2 separate regions of the Mus musculus genome follow, and region 1 is linked to region 2. A link is a contact called in public HiChIP or PLAC-seq data. All regions are on one chromosome and are shown on one strand. Each heading gives the region's core, a stretch centred on a gene start, on an enhancer-like site or on the middle of the called end of the contact. The rest is flanking DNA. Distances are from core to core; before and after follow the strand shown. Region 1 has its middle 39 kb from the start of Prss55. Region 2 has its middle 16 kb from the start of Pinx1.

Region 1 (3,521 bases), core at 967-3,466, 200 kb before region 2:
CAGCCAGGCCTTTGTGGGTACAGTCACAGCCTGGGTTGAGTTTTTGGCCTTGGTGTGCACACCTTTCATCCCAGCACTTGGGAGGCAGAGGCAGGTGGGTCTGAGTTTAAGGCTGGCCTGGTTCCCAGGCTAACCAGCGCTATAGAGTGAGACGGTGCCACAATAAGTAAACACACAAAAAGTCAAAACAAACAATGCAGGTCCTGCTCCAGTGGGAAATGCTCATCATGGAGGGAACCCCATGGGAACTTGGGAACTCTGTATACCTCAACTTTCTTGTGAGCCTAAAACCACCTCCGATGATAAAGCCTTTATCAACATATGCTAATTGTGATTTATTTATTCTTTCCAAATGAACGTTGACTTCCAGACCTATGGGCTCACGATCTCACCTTGTTTTCCTGAAAGACCTCCAAACTGTTGAGGAACCACCAAGCCCAGCTCTCCCCATCTGCAGATCCCAGGATGCTTGTGAGTTTAGGCTCACAACTCTGTCAGCGTTCCACTCGGAGCATAGATGTCACGAGGTTGAGATAGCACTGATGTGCCCTAGTGTCCTAGGTGTCCTAGCGGCACATGGAGTGTGTGTGCATTCAACGTTCCACGGTAACCAGAATGCAGAAGCAAGGGGCTTTGAAATTCTTTGGGGCAGTGACTTCCTGCTCTGATGTGAGGAGACCCTTCTGCATCTATCTTGTCTCCAATCCTAGAGTTTCTGTCTTCTTAAGGGCTTGAGTCTTGTTAGCTCACAAGTGTCATGAACTTTTTTTGTTTCTAGAAATTTCTAGACTCTGGGTACATAAAATTGGTGAAAATTATGCTATTTTCTCTAAATTCCTACTTGACTGGGGTAAGGTAAGGTGATATTTCAGAAATTATGATACACAGAGGATAGTGTGATTTTCTTCACAAAAATCCACATTTCTGATTTCCCCCAGGCAGATGAAAGGTGGGTGGTCTCAGACTCAGGGCTCAGAGATTTCCAGGACAAGACCTGACCAAGAAGCTGTAATATCTGATGTTGCCAGCAGGGGGCGAGGGAGATACACCACCTGTAAATGAAGCACTAACCTAGCTGCTGGTGTTTTGTTTTGTTTTTGTGGGTTTTTGTTTGTTTTGCTTTTTGTGTTTTTGTCTGTTTTGCTTTGTTTTGTTTTGTTTTTCAGGGTAATAGAACAGCTGGGAGGCTTCTCCTGTACCCATAAGCCCTGATGATGGGTGCTACCCGAAGAAGCAGAAAAGAGCTTGAGACCCAAACTTTGAGAGGGGCTGCCCCAGACCTCTTGAGGTCTCTCTCACTCTCCTGGTGGATGAGACAAAATAAAACACAGATTGCCTGATTACTCTTGCATTTCAGTGTAGCATTTAAGTGTTTGAGCTAAACATTACATGACTATATCTGTTTTGTTTCATTTATTTGAGATCAGCTCAGTATTAGCCGAGGATGACCCTGACCCTCTGGTCTGCACCTCCAGTACTCTGGTGTTTGCCACCATATCATAGGGATAAGACATTTTTAAAGCTCTTATTCACTGATTTAAATATTCAAATTTAATTAGGTGTCTAATAGTTTAATTTGTTGCATCAGCACCACCCACCTTCCTTAGTGCCCAAGAGTATTCTAGGCTAGTGCAGACCCAAAACAAATTGCTCCCACTTCCTGCTAGACCTTGTTCCCCAATCCCTGGGTAGAAGCTGTCATATTGAGTCTAAACCATTCACTTCAGAAAACGGTTCAGGAACTACAGATGGCACCGTTCCTCCCAACCACCAGCCTAATGTCCATTAAGAGCAGTCCCTGAAGCGTTTTTCTTTTCCCTGCCTTCCTTGACTTTCTCCATAGCACCAGCCTATGCTTCACCGTCATGGACCAGAGATTTCAGTTCCCGTGGGACATCGCAGTGAGGGCAGAGACCCAGCAGTGCCACACGTGCCTCCTGAGGTCACCAGGACTAGAGTCTGTTCTTCTTTATTCTCTCCTTTAACAACCCTGAAGAGAGCAGGGTCAGCCAAATGTTGCCCTAGTGGACCAGTTTGTCCGGGCTCTGGGATGGGCCTGAGGGGCCGATTGTGTGGCGGGACACCTGGCATCCACCACCCAGGCGACAGCCTCAGTGGTGGCCATGCTTTCCTGTGCAGCCACCACAGTGTGTGGAATGCTGATAAGGGAACAATGTAGCAGAGGAAAAGTGGCAGCACTTGGACAATGAGCAGCGGGCGGCAGCAGGGGCTCTCCCAGGCTGTGGCTCAAGGACTGAGTCCCAGAATCAGAGCCGACTACCCTGTGTGGGACAATGAGCTGAGCGGCTGGCGGCGGGGCGGGCGGCGGCGGCGGGGGCGGTGGGGGGCTCTCCCAGGCTGTCGCTCAAGAATCAACAGAGACTACTCTCTGGGTATTGTAAGCTCTATTCCCCAGGGGAGCTGCTCCATCCAGGAGCTTCCCCTGCCAGTCAGCCTACAAGCCTCTTTTCTTTTCACCGTGGAGCAGACAGAGCTACGAATCCAAGAAGGGCTCTTGCAACCGTCCCATGCTGGATGGCAAGAGCTTCCAGGAGAGCCCAGAGCAAGCTTCTCCAGTTCTTTCCCGTGTTCCCCAGTAGTTAGGGCATGAACTGAAGACAAGAATCAGCACAGAGCGTTCAGTTATAACTTTGAACATAAATGGGCTAAATTCCCAACCAAAAGACACAGACTAGGGCCACTGAGATAGCTCAGTAGGTAAAAGCACTTGTGCCAGCTTGACTACCTGCATTCAAAAGACAGTGGTGGAAGGAATTGACCAACTCCTGAGTATTCTTCTCTGGATTCCAGACCCAGGCATTGTCACATGCATGAACACACACATATGCACATGCACAGAATTATTTTAAAAATATAAGCAAGTAAGATGGATTTGAGAAACAAAAACCATATATTTGGTTTTGTTTGTTTGTTTGTTTGTTTGTTTTGTGAGACAGGGTTTCTCTGTGTAGCCCTGGCTGTCCTGGAACTCACTCTGTAGACCAGGCTAGCCTCAAACTCAGAAATTCGCCTGCCTCTGCCTCCCGAGTGCTGGGATTAAAGGTGTGCACCACCTCGCCCAGCCCCAACCATATATTTGTTATCTTCAAAAAACATATGACACCATCAAAGTCAAATTCAGCCATAAAAAAGGCTTTTCACCCCACTCTGGAAGTTAGACTGAAACAAATAAGATCTTAGGTAGGCCTGATAGTCACTTAGACAGGCTAGCCCTTGGGGGCTTTAGGGAAACCACACACCCTGAGACTTGTGCCCAATAAGACACCAAGCTGCCTCATGGTTAAATGATGCACACATATCACCCCATTTGTTTCCCGGAGGTTTAGCTACCTTGCAGCCAAGACATACTTTTTATAACAGGAGAACTGTCGTTGGCAGTGCACAGAACACAAGGGTGGTGGATATAAAATCACTCCCTGTGGGATACAGCCACTGTAGACCCAGTCCCTGGTGCAGGAGAAGCCTTGTATGTCTGCTGTCCCTTCCTGGTCACAGCTCAG
Region 2 (3,249 bases), core at 399-2,898:
AACATTAGGGTGAGCGAGGAAAGGGGGAACTGAACTATGTTCCTCTGTGAGATGATTGGGTGTGCTGACAACAGAGTTCTAGGCTAGCAAAGGACATTAAAGAGTGTTGTCTGTACTTGCCGAAGAGGAAACTGCATCAGGGCTAGTGCGTTAGGCTGATGTTGCTTCCAGTGTGCCACCCGCCTTGGATTGTGGTGAAACTGATTCCCCTTAGACAGGAGCTGTGCTTATGATGTCCCAGCATAGCTTCCTCAATTCCAGATTTCTCTTTATAGAAGTTATTCTCAATCCACTGGCCACATGCCTGGCCCACTCATATGCTCCAGTAAATCAAGTCAAACTAGGAAATTACAGTGGAAGCAGTAACTCTTTCTGGAAGGCTTAGAGAAAGAACAATGCTAGGTCTCATCACTGTTAAGCAGTGAGAACTTTAAAATACCAGCAGCAATTGCCATGATAGACTCACTAGGAGATAAATATGTACTGCGTTGGAAGTAGGCATTGGTAATTAATGTAGTGACAATGATACACACTGAGTTCAGAACACTTAATAAAGTACTGTAGCAGAGATCTAGGAATTGGCCATGACAATAGGAAAGAACAGTGGCAAAGAAGGAATCGGTAGCAAACAGTTTGGGCCCAAAAGGCTACTGGGGGACTGGCCTATGGCTTCTGAGTTCACAGGGAGCTTTTGAAAGTTGGCTGAATAATGCAAGGCCTCACTGTCTAGCTGATCCTCAGAATATTCTTCTCCCTTATTCTAAGTAACCATAACCCTATCATAGAATATAGATTTACATGACCTCTGTAAGTCCCTACAGCTCAGGACAGAGGCCTATGGTCTCTGGATGTGAATGCATGATGGTCAAGAATGACAGTTAACAAGGCATAGTGACAGTCTCATTTCTCCTGGAGGTGAGGGAATGGAGAGGCTCATTCTTCCAGCTTGGGATCAATATTAGCACAATTTGGGTACAAGCAACCATCCCCTATCTTGGAGAAGCTAGTTCAGAGAAAGTTCATGTTATCACTCTCCACTCTCTTTGTCTTTTTTCTTGGTTGAGACATTTTTTCCTAAGTGAGTATCATCTTGGAGAAGGGCTCTTTGGGCCCTTGCAGTTCCTCTATAAATGGTCTACAGAGACAAGCACTGGCACTCAGTACTGGGGACTTTCATGGAATAGAGCAGGGAAGAAGATGGAGTACATCATGTTCATTTCCTCATCAATGTTCATAATTCCAAAATCAGGAGGTACTGAGAACCATGAGGAACGCTCACCAGTAAGGGGAGGCATAGAGCTCGTGAAAACCATGACACTACCTCTGTTTTAGAAACTCGGTGGTGTCAGACCATCTTCCTGTCCTTTGAACCCAGAGAGCACCACTTTTGCTCAATCTCTTTGAACTGGATTTCCTCCCAACAGACTGTGCATAACTTGGGGATGAGTCTAGTCAAGTGCTTGGGATGTCTGTCGGGCATTAGTGAGTGAGTAGCAAGACTGAGTTGAAAGTAGACTGTGTTAACTGGTCAGAGATTTAGGAATCTGGTGGAGCCCTTATCCTAAGGAAAACAAAGCTCTTCCTTTAGCCTCATAAGAAATAGTTGTTGGTTCTGATAGGAGGTCTGAGACAAAGACAGCTGTGCCTGAAGCAAAGCAAGAGCCCAGCCCTTCAGACCCGCAGAAGCTGCTCAGTTTCTGTTTAGCAGTGTGGGTTCTCCCAAAACAATGGTGTCACTCAATGTTCTGACCCCTTCCTTCTCTGCTGAGTGGGGGTGATCCTTAAAAACTGGCCTCCTGGGAGAGGTCTAAAAAGAAACTGGTCAATGAAGTAGGTACTTATAGATTCTGTGTTGGCATTCTATCAGGAGAAAAATCTTTGTGAGGGAAATAGGTTTGTTGCCATCTGTCAGGCCCAAATAAATGTTATTCAACCTCTTCTCTTGGCCATTTCAGCATTTCATCAGTAAAGCCGTTGTGGCTGTTGCAGGAGTGTTTATCTGGGGAATGAACCTTTACAGTTCCTTTAGGCAACAGAAGGAAACAGAAGGCAAAGAACCCATTGATCAAGAAGGGGGTGTGTGATCAGAGGTGAGGTGGGAAAGATGAGGGGGTTTTGCCCAAGACAGCTAATCATGTGCTATGGTTTTCTCTCTTATTAATTGAGGGAATCAGGGAAGGGTATTCAACCACCCACATTTTATTTTCCTCTGTAAAATAAAGCTGTGGTGTATTCCATTAGGTACTAAGGTTAATCTGAAGACAAGAGTTTGTGTCCACTAAATAAAATAGGCACTCACTTAGCAAACCAAAAGGAAGCAAAATCCCAGTCAGCATGAATGAGATATAAGTGGGGACACTTTGCCCACACACTCTGCAGAGGACAACATGGGCATGAGGTATGATGTTTGTGGGGGTGAGCAAGGGTTTAATGCCACTTAGTAGGTACAAAGTGAGGTGGATGCTCAACTTTAATCTCCTGAAGCCCAGGACTTAAAACACTCATATGAAGTTGCAATCCATCATTTCTGGATGGATGCTAGGCTGACAGGGATGGGTTCTTATCTGCTGAAAAGACCCTGGATTGTGGATTGGTAACAATTGTTATTGTAGGAAGATTAAGGAGAGAATAACCATAAGAAGCAAGACTAAGGGAAATGGAGGAAGTTTGATGGCTGTTGCTCTAGTTCAAGTGCTAGAAGTGCCACCCTCTGCATCTCACAGGCTATGCTCAGGCCAAGGTCAATCCTCAAGGCTAGGCTACACTTGGAATTGGCAATCCCAGTTCTGGGAAGAAAGCTGCACCTGGTGCATGCTGGAGATCAGAATGCATTCTCATCAGGAAGAAAGGAATCTTAAGTAAACACATAATACCTGACCTCGGTCATAGTCAACCCTAGTGGCCCATCTCCATGCATCCTAAAACCCTTCAAAATCTGATCTAATGGTATAAGCTATCTGTTCAGTTTCTGTTTAGCAAAGTCTTTGCATATACTTCTGCTTGGAAACACCATCTTTTTACGGATGCCCACTCCACTGTACACTTCTCTTGTGCTCTGTTTCCTGTGGTATGATAGGGTTTGCGTGCAACTCTTACCCCTTCTATTAAATGCCTTATAATATGTTTTACGTGTTGATTCCTTATGATTCTAGCTCTGTGCTTGGTATGGAAAATACTCCTAGTGGTCAATTGGCTGAATTTTCAATGGGAATATTGTTTTGGCAGGGAAGTTCTTTGAGGTAAAATAGA

What was found. HiChIP or PLAC-seq counts read pairs in DNA pulled down with a chosen protein or histone mark.
Region 1: a contact with region 2 is called in an H3K27ac HiChIP or PLAC-seq map of extraembryonic endoderm stem cells. The contact joins two enhancer-like sites. A contact is called at or near these places in 13 of 39 promoter capture datasets (3T3-L1-derived adipocytes, the C10 cell line, the HPC-7 cell line and 9 more), 2 of 484 Hi-C or Micro-C datasets (bone marrow-derived macrophages and nephron progenitors), 11 of 115 datasets of contacts at active chromatin or transcription factors (the 230-238 cell line, bone marrow-derived macrophages, embryonic basal ganglia and 8 more) and 3 of 9 other capture datasets (adipose tissue, embryonic stem cells and liver).

The regions. Positions count from the first base shown.
Region 1 is chr14:64,045,131-64,048,651 of GRCm38.p6, reverse strand. No RefSeq gene overlaps it. Among named protein-coding and RNA genes, the nearest start is that of Prss55, 39 kb to the left of the region's middle. Within about 2 kb of position 2,216, at least 26 of the 459 cell types and tissues checked have an H3K27ac peak or open chromatin away from gene starts, as enhancers often do. A contact at or near this core is called in extraembryonic endoderm stem cells, where this site is marked.
Region 2 is chr14:63,842,955-63,846,203 of GRCm38.p6, reverse strand. It overlaps a transcript of Xkr6 not described here. Among named protein-coding and RNA genes, the nearest start is that of Pinx1, 16 kb to the left of the region's middle. Within about 2 kb of position 1,648, at least 1 of the 459 cell types and tissues checked has an H3K27ac peak or open chromatin away from gene starts, as enhancers often do. A contact at or near this core is called in extraembryonic endoderm stem cells, where this site is marked.